Linked DNA regions of Hordeum vulgare: all the other regions are linked to region 1. A link is a contact called in public Hi-C data. All regions are on one chromosome and are shown on one strand. The core of a region is the stretch at or near the end of the contact, and the rest is flanking DNA. Distances in the headings are between cores, read along the strand shown. Region 1 holds the start of LOC123399937. Region 2 holds the start of LOC123400222 (cysteine-rich receptor-like protein kinase 6). Region 3 holds the start of LOC123400217 (cysteine-rich receptor-like protein kinase 6).

Region 1 (2,700 bases), core at 128-2,627:
CTAGGCCCAAGTATGCTCATTGATTACAACTTCTCATCTGTTTGGTAGGCCTCATGGGGCTTTCAGAAACCTTTATTGATAATCAAGTTTGTGTAGGTGAACGAGTTACAACATCTCTACTCCAGTTCAATTGCAGTCTATTCGCTGAACTCTCAGCGGCATTTCATCTTGCAAAGAGTGATACCACAAAGAAGATGCCTTCAAGAGATCTTATTGTAATTCTTAGCAGTAGGAGTTATGTGAGAGTGAGTGTGGTGGTGGTGTTTTCTTTTTGATATCTACTCCCTCTGTAAACTAATATAAAAGTATTTTAAAATATTACTTTAGTAATTTAAATGCATTTATAATAGTTTACAGAGGAAGTACATTATAATCGGTGTTTCTACGTGTGTGAGTATCTACATTATAATCGGTGTTTCTAAAAAGCAGTTCGTAACTGGAAGAGAGAAGATTTCCAACCACATGGACAACGCAACATATATGCATGGTTACTGTGTGTCTTCTTTGACCAACATATAGGAGATACAGCGAGAACAATTAACAAGAGACGAGGACGATCGACATCCACACAGAGATGAGATCTACATGAAACCAGAGATATATATAGTATATTGAAATCAATTAACAATAAAATCAGACCACCGGCCGGAAATTTGTTACACCTACGTATCATGCAATGGCATGCATGCGCGCACGCACCGGATTACAAATCAAAGACAAGAGCAAATGAATTCAACAAGAACTAGCTATAGTCACCAACGAATGAACGAACATAGCATGCAGGCACGCATCTTTCCTCCGATGATCGATCGTACGTGCGTGTAGATCCTGAGTTGGGCGACGCCATGCCATGCATGCATGCACACGTAGGGATCGACTCAAGCGGTGGGCGTGGCGGCCCCGGCACCGCCGGCGCTGGCACCCGCGCCTACCACGCCGGCCGCGGCCCCTCCGACAACCTTGCCGGCGACGCCGCATGCCTCGCCGCACATCTTGGTGCAGGCTGGGTCCTCCTTGGCGCCGTTGGCGCAGCGCTCGTAGCAGTCGTCGAAGCAGCCGAAGGCGGTCGCCGCCGGCACCGACGCGGCCGCCACCACGACGGCGATCAGGAGCAGCGCGACGGCAGCGGTCCTGCTCTGGAGCGCCATGTTCTCGTTTGTGCGTACGTGTACTAGGTAACCTGTGGAGAGGGGGGTTTTCGCGAGTGAGAGACAAGGTGGCGGAAGGGTTGATGGCGTGCGATGCTTGGCGGGAATGGCGTCGCCTGGTTTTTGTAGCCTTGTAGGTGGTGGCGGCCGGAGATGGTGGGCGGCCATGAGAGCTTTGCGGGCGACGTACGGTGACAGTTGGTTGCATGCATGCCGGTGCCGCCGTGTTCGCGTTGCCACTGTTCCCCGATCGTGTTGACCGAATGACCGGCGACGGCGAGGGACTGTTTTGGTTGTTTGGAGCATTATATAATTTTTTTGCGGAGAGTTTGGGGCGTTATAAATTCTCAGAAAATGCGAGGAAAAAAAAAAGCTTTTCATGGCGTACGTCAACAGAACATGCATCTACATTTCGACATTTGGATCTACTATCTAAAACAAAATCCATCGTCCACATATGCGCATGGAAAACAGAAGACAAGGTAAAGCACGCTTGCTACAAAGCGTAAACAGTAACCGATTCAAAGATTTCACATGCAGGAGCAGTGGACAGTGGACTGCTGTCGGCACGGTTTGACGAAGCAACGTCCTCCGTTGTCGGATGATGGCGTCATGATGGTGTATCCGTCGGTGATCTCCGGAATCCGGAGCTTCGTTCCGCATGGCGCCAATCTCGTCATTCTCTTCTCCTGGGCGGCGACAATGTGCCTCGTCGGTAAGCACGTACCAGCACGACCCGTGAACAATAATCGATCGGGAGACAGAAGTAGGAGAGGAGTAGAATCCATCCCCTTTCTTTGACCAAATCGCCGGGAGGGATCAGACATGAAAGGGCAGCTGAAATTGCGTGCGTGCGTCCACTTTGTTGGTGCACGTTCCCGAAATCGCCGATGCAGACAGAATCGTGCTTGGTTGCCGAGTGCCGACGGGACGCGCGGCCTTGGTTGGGCTGGCCGCGACGTCGCAGCATCTCGCTTTCGGCCTTTCCCCGGCCCTCGAACGGCATCCCACCGGTGCACTCGCTCGTCGTCGTCCCGCGACGTCGCAATGCCACCTGCCCCGCGCGAGCGACAGATTTAACGCCGCACCGCCACCGCGGCCACACTCTGCCTACTTGCCGCAGCTCTGATCAATTTGGTACCGCTTAGACCAACTTTTGCACACCCCACATCCGTCCGGCCCGCAAAACGTGTTTGCACTTTGCAGAAAAACGTTTTTGTGGGCCGGCGCGCACGGCCGCGGATGCAGACCCTGCATAACTGATCCGTAAAAAAACATATTCGTGGAATATGTTTTTTTAGACCCCGTGCGGACTGAAATGTCCTTTCACCAACCGCTTTCGCTTATATGTAGGGCACCACAATGACGAGGGGGAAACCTGCGAATACGCGGTTTGGGCCGAGATTTTGCCGCGCCCCGCAAAAATATTTGCGGGCCGGGGCGGGATGCGGGGTCTGATCGGGCAGGTTTTTTCGTCCCGACCCGCATTTTGGCGGTTATTTTTCGGGTCGGGGCGGGATGCGGGGTCTGCTAGAGTTGCTCTTAGAGTATC
Region 2 (2,700 bases), core at 102-2,601, 190 kb after region 1:
ATTTCATATATAGCTTGCCCAAATTTTCACACTCTAGTTGTCAGTTTAAACTGTGGCTAGTTATAATTTTTGTTTCATATAGCTTGCCAATTATTTCAGACTCTAGTTGTCGCTTCGAGTTGCCTTTTTGTTTATATAGCTTGCCGAAAAATTGTGTCCAATTGCCAAATTATTTGTTATGCTCGCCTACATGGTTAATTGCGTTAAATTTCCATAAAACTTGTCGTATTGTTATCCCCAACTGATATTTTTAATAGATAACATGCAGTTAAACTGTAATGATCTATGCACGATGGCAACACATCAAACTGCTTTCGATCTAGAATCTCAGCTATATTGCTAAATAAGGAGGAAGGTTTTCTGCAGAAAAAGTAATCACTACCACTGGTTGATGTACCTTCAACAAATTCCACTATTATTCCCTTCTTGTTTTGGAAAAAAAATAATAATGTTGCGTGTGCTCCTTCTCATAGCAAAAATATTATAGCACTGTAGCATGCATGCCAACTGTAGTCTATAGATCTATACCATGTTAAAACAATGTCCTGTAATATGTGCGTGGATGTAGATATATAGCTCTCCTGTAGTGAAATAGTGTTGCAACACTGTACAACACTGTAGCGAAGAATATAACGCCCACGATCCCACCGCATGGGAAGGCTGCTGTGCGGCGTCGTAATATAGATTTTTCCTTTTGTCTTTGGGAAACGTTTCTGGTCGATGCGTCGGTCAAAACGTTCGGCCGGCCGCATGCGACCCACGCGTTGAGCGTTGATTAGGCATGCAACATTTTTCCGTTTAAATTGTTACAACCAGCGTTCATATTTGCTACTAGTGTTTTTCATTTGTTACAGCTGTCCGTTAAAAAAGCAGCATCCACGGTTGGTTGCAACTCGACTTCGTTGGGGTTTTGCTACAACCGGCGTTTTGACTTTTGTTACAACCGTGTTAATTTTTGCTACAGCCGGCATCATTTTTTGCTGCAACCGTTTATTAAAAAAGTTGCATCCGCGTTCACGTAGATATTTGTTACAACCGGCGTTTGACTTTTGCTACCACGCATCATCAGCTTCGTTTTTTTGCTATGATCGCGTAGATATTTTTTTTTCAATAAATTCTGTTTTTTTGTAACCGTTGAAAAAATTGCTGCATCGCGTTGAAATTTTGCTGCATCGGGATAGAAATATTGGATGAAGATCTAACGGTGCGGACGCGCGGCAATTGGTGGATCATGCGGCGCGCGGCCAACCGAACACGCCGGCGCAGAGCACTGCCCTTTGTCTTTTCCTTTTAGAATTTTATTTTAATGGCCCACGTGCAACTTTTTCTCCGTGACATTTTGGTAAATCAAATGTGGCGTGCCCAAAAAGACCCAGAGCAGTCAACACACTCCCTCCCAATCGCTGCCACCGCGATGCTCGCCGGCCACGGTATCCTCGCCGTGGTCACTGTCCTGCTCCTACTGCCGTCGGCCCGTCCGCTAGAGGACAGCACCTGCGACCCCAGCACCACCTTCGCGCCCAACAGCACCTATCAGGCGAACCTGAATCTCCTCGCCGCGGCGCTCCCGGGCAACGCCTCCTCCGCGCCGGCCGGCTTCGCCGCCCTCTCCGCCGGCACGGCCAGCCGGGCCTACGCGATGGCGCTCTGCCGAGGCGACGCCAGCGCCTCGTCCTGCGCCGCCTGCGTGGCGGTAGCGTTTCGCGCCGCCGGCCAGAGCTGCCCCAACAACACGGGCGTCACCATGTACGAGGACGACTGCGTCCTCCGCTTCGCCAACCGCCAGTTCTTGGACTTCCTCAAGGCCGACCAGTGGCAGGCCGGCGAACTCAGGTATTGCAAATATAATACTTCTAATATGCTCTTGCCGGATTTAAATAATGATTCCGATGAACTTGTTCCAAATTTCAATTTCCGGTACCAGTATCCAAACCAGAACGGCTGATGGGAGCGTTCCGACAGTCGCGGTTGCCTGGTTCAGAGCCGCGGCCACATCCATCCTCACCGCTGTGTCCGCTGCTTCGAGCAACTCGACCGCTGGCGCCAGCGACGGCAAGAAGCAGTACTTCGTCACGGGCGAGGTTGACTTCGACCCCAGGATCTACGCGCTCGCGCAGTGTGTGCCGGTCTTGACACCGGAGCAGTGCAGCAGTTGTCTCGGCCAGCTCCTCGTGCAAATAAAAGTCCAGCTGAGCACCAAACCGCCGTGGATTTCATCTCGTGTGGAGTGGTGCGACCTGAGGTATAACGTGCGGCCATTCTACCAGGGCCAGGCCATGCTGCAGCTTCAGGCGCCACCTGCGCCGTCATCTGGTACTCCAGAGACTGGAGCTGGTAACACATTACTCTGACGATTCTTTCTTGGTTTTGTCTGAAGAATTAATGCGGTTTTGATAGGCTGTTCATGGTGATCATACTACTGTAATTGTTGCCAATTGTCCGACAGCTCAGCTACCCCGGCCAGAGTTGTCACAGATTTTTATCTAATTTTAGAGTTCATGTTTGGTGTATGCAACTGCAGAGAAGAAAAAGAGTAGTGCAGTGGGTATCTCTGTGGGCATCGTTTGTTCCCTTGTATTGATATCGATTCTTTTGGCTCTGGCCTTCATTCGCTTCAGAAGGATTAACAAGGCTACCGAGCACGACAACCGTGAGTGGCATCAAGAATGAGTACCTGCTCATGATCTGGAATTTAATGTT
Region 3 (2,700 bases), core at 150-2,649, 250 kb after region 1:
TGCTCTATGCATTCTTGTTCTTTTGGTTTATGCTTCCCTGTTGTCGAAGCTGCAATATGTAGACTTGAAAGCTTTGCAACAAAAATTTCCATATATTTGAATGTTGTCAGTTTAATATTCGATGATGAACGTGATGCTGCTACTGTTGTTGTGAATTTGGATTACTACATGGCCAAGGCATCTGTTTCGGCTCTCTTAGTCAAGTCAAATTTAATGAGCAATTGCAGGTCTTAGCAAAAGCAGAGCCTAAGCGATCAGACCAAAGGAGGAAGGAGGACTTGGAAGGTAGGAAATCATAGCAACCAGCAAGAAAAAATATGTCTTGGTTTTTCATGGCCTGCCTAACTATCTTGAAATTGTCATATGTCACTGGCAAATTAAACCATGCACATTATCAATGGTGCTCTGTTCTAATAGGTGAGGAGACGATAAAGTATACACGCACGCACGCATCAAACGAGACGAAATATTTCAAGACTGCTGTCTGCTTTAAGATGCACTGATCGGTGTTGTTCATGGAGTCCGAGGGTTCGCAGAGGGGCGAGGTGTGGAAGATCAAGCCTTACCCGCGGAAAGGCGACGAGTTCTGCCTCAGCCACATCACTGAGCTGATGGTGAAGTCGACCAAGGTGGCCGTCGAGTGCACCAGGTACCACGACGTGCCCGTGGTGATCTTCTCGCTCACCGGCTACACGGGGAACCTCTTCCACGACTTCACCGACGTGATCGTGCCGCTCTTCACCACGGCCAGCCAGTTCAACGGCGAGGTCCAGTTCCTCATCACAGACATGGCGATCTGGTGGACCATCAAGTACCACACCTGCTCTAGAAGCTGTCCAAGTACCCCTTGATCGACTTCAGCAAGGACGACCAGGTGCACTGCTTCAAGCACGCCATCTTCGGCACGCACGCCTACATGGAGTTCACCATCGATGCCTCCAAGTCGCCGCATGGCGTCACCATGGTCGATTTCAACCGGTTCATGTGCGCCGCCTACTCGTTGCCCAAGGAAACTGCGGTGGCGCTCGGGGAGAGCCCCAAGGTCAAGCCCACACTGCTCATCATCAAGAGGCACCGCACGAGGATGTTCCTCAACCTGGAGGAGATCATCGCCATGGCCGAGGAGCTTTAATTAATTTAGGTGCTATTTGAAACGGCATGGATGTTGATTAATAAGTGATAAATGGAGGGGCCACTTTGCAAAACCACCAACCCTGCCTCACTCTGTCCACTTGGCGCGCTGTGATTCGCTGTGGACTAAAACTGCACAAGAGAAGCAAGTTGTAGGATTAAATAGGGTCATTTTGTAAGTTCTGAAATCAAAACAAGTTGTAAGATCACTGATGCTATTACCTCTTCATTCTGGAAGATAAGATCGATAACGCTCTAGAGTAGACTAGCTAGTCAGCCATGTGACACTTTCTTTCCATACGTGCATGATTGCGGTGTCCTAGTCGTAGGCGGCTCAGATGATGAGCACCGCAGCGGCAGGTCCCTCTCACTGCTACGACTCGTAATACTTTTGTCTAATCATTCATCTTCTCATATGTTAGTAAACGCTAGCCCACTGGATTGTGGAAATCAAATTGACGAACGACTCTTGTTTCCATTGAAAAATTAATCTGATACGTACATTTGCCAACTGCAGTGCCAGAGGGCTGAAGCGCAGACACGCGGACGGCATGGCTCGGCATGCCGTCCTGCTCGTGGTCACCGTCGCCGTGCTCCTCGCGCGCCGAGCCGCCGCCGAGTACCCGTGGCCAGTCTGCGGCAGCACCGGCAGCTTCGCCGCCAACGACAGCACGTACCTGGCGAGCATCGGCGCCATCGCCGCCACCCTCCCGAGCAACGCCTCGGCGTCCCCGGGCGGCCTCTACGCCACGGCGCGGGCCGGCCAGGTCCGCGCCCTCGGGCTCTGCCGCGGCGACGCCAACGCCACCGCCTGCTCCGGCTGCCTCGCCCAGGGATTCCAGGACCTGCCCAGCGCCTGCGCCTACAGCAAGGAGGCCACCATGTACTACGACCCCTGCTTCCTCCACTACTCCAGCCTCGACTCGCGCGCCTCCGACGACACCGCGTCGGGCTCGGCCTTCAGCACCGCCTACAGCGACAACGCCACGGCGGAGCCGGCCCGGTTCGACCGCGTCGTGGCGGCGCTCCTCAACGCCACCGCGGACTACGCCGCGCACAACTCCTCGGCGACGCGGCTGTATGCGTCCGGTGTGGTCGCCTTCGACCGGGAGATCCCCGAGGTGTACAGCTGGGCGCAGTGCACGCCGGACCTCACGCCGGCGCGGTGCCGGGATTGCCTCGCCAACATGATCCAGCAGTTGGGGACGCCGTTGTACAGCGTCGGGGCGAGGGTTCTTGGGATCAGGTGCAGCGTCCGGTACGAGAACAGGCCCTTCCTTGATGGCCCGGTAATGCTGCGCCTACCAGCAACTGGAGATCCCGCGCCGTCGCCTACCACAGCACCGGCGCCGGCGCCGGATGTGGTGCCCAATGTTGTGACGCCGGTGGCGGCGGTCGGAAGAGGTGAGTCAGTTTAGGCGTCTGTTAGTACTACTCGCTCCGTTCCTAAATATAATTCTTTTAAGAGATTTCATTAGATGACTACATACAAACCAAAATGAATGAATCTATACTCTCAGGTATGTCTATATACATCCGTATGTAGTCTTCTAGTAGAATGCCTAGAAA

The links. Hi-C and Micro-C count contacts between places; a contact is called where the count stands out from the background.
Region 2: a contact with region 1 is called in a Hi-C map of leaf, with 2.1 times the contacts expected there. The contact joins the promoter of LOC123400222 here to the promoter of LOC123399937 in region 1. A contact is called at or near these places in 4 of 6 Hi-C or Micro-C datasets (leaf and seedling).
Region 3: a contact with region 1 is called in a Hi-C map of seedling, with 2.0 times the contacts expected there. The contact joins the promoter of LOC123400217 here to the promoter of LOC123399937 in region 1. A contact is called at or near these places in 3 of 6 Hi-C or Micro-C datasets (leaf and seedling).

Annotation. Positions count from the first base shown.
Region 1 is chr5H:507,290,384-507,293,083 of MorexV3_pseudomolecules_assembly, reverse strand. LOC123399937 reads right to left here and starts at 1,377. Exons shown (of 1, transcript XM_045094328.1): 1 at 590-1,377. The coding sequence starts at 1,316. The coding sequence ends at 879.
Region 2 is chr5H:507,098,658-507,101,357 of MorexV3_pseudomolecules_assembly, reverse strand. LOC123400222 (cysteine-rich receptor-like protein kinase 6) reads left to right here and starts at 1,351. Exons shown (of 8, transcript XM_045094647.1): 1 at 1,351-1,833; 2 at 1,925-2,334; 3 at 2,522-2,650. The coding sequence starts at 1,352.
Region 3 is chr5H:507,045,185-507,047,884 of MorexV3_pseudomolecules_assembly, reverse strand. LOC123400217 (cysteine-rich receptor-like protein kinase 6) reads left to right here and starts at 1,399. Exons shown (of 8, transcript XM_045094643.1): 1 at 1,399-1,513; 2 at 1,649-2,535. The coding sequence starts at 1,470. It also overlaps the pseudogene LOC123400219.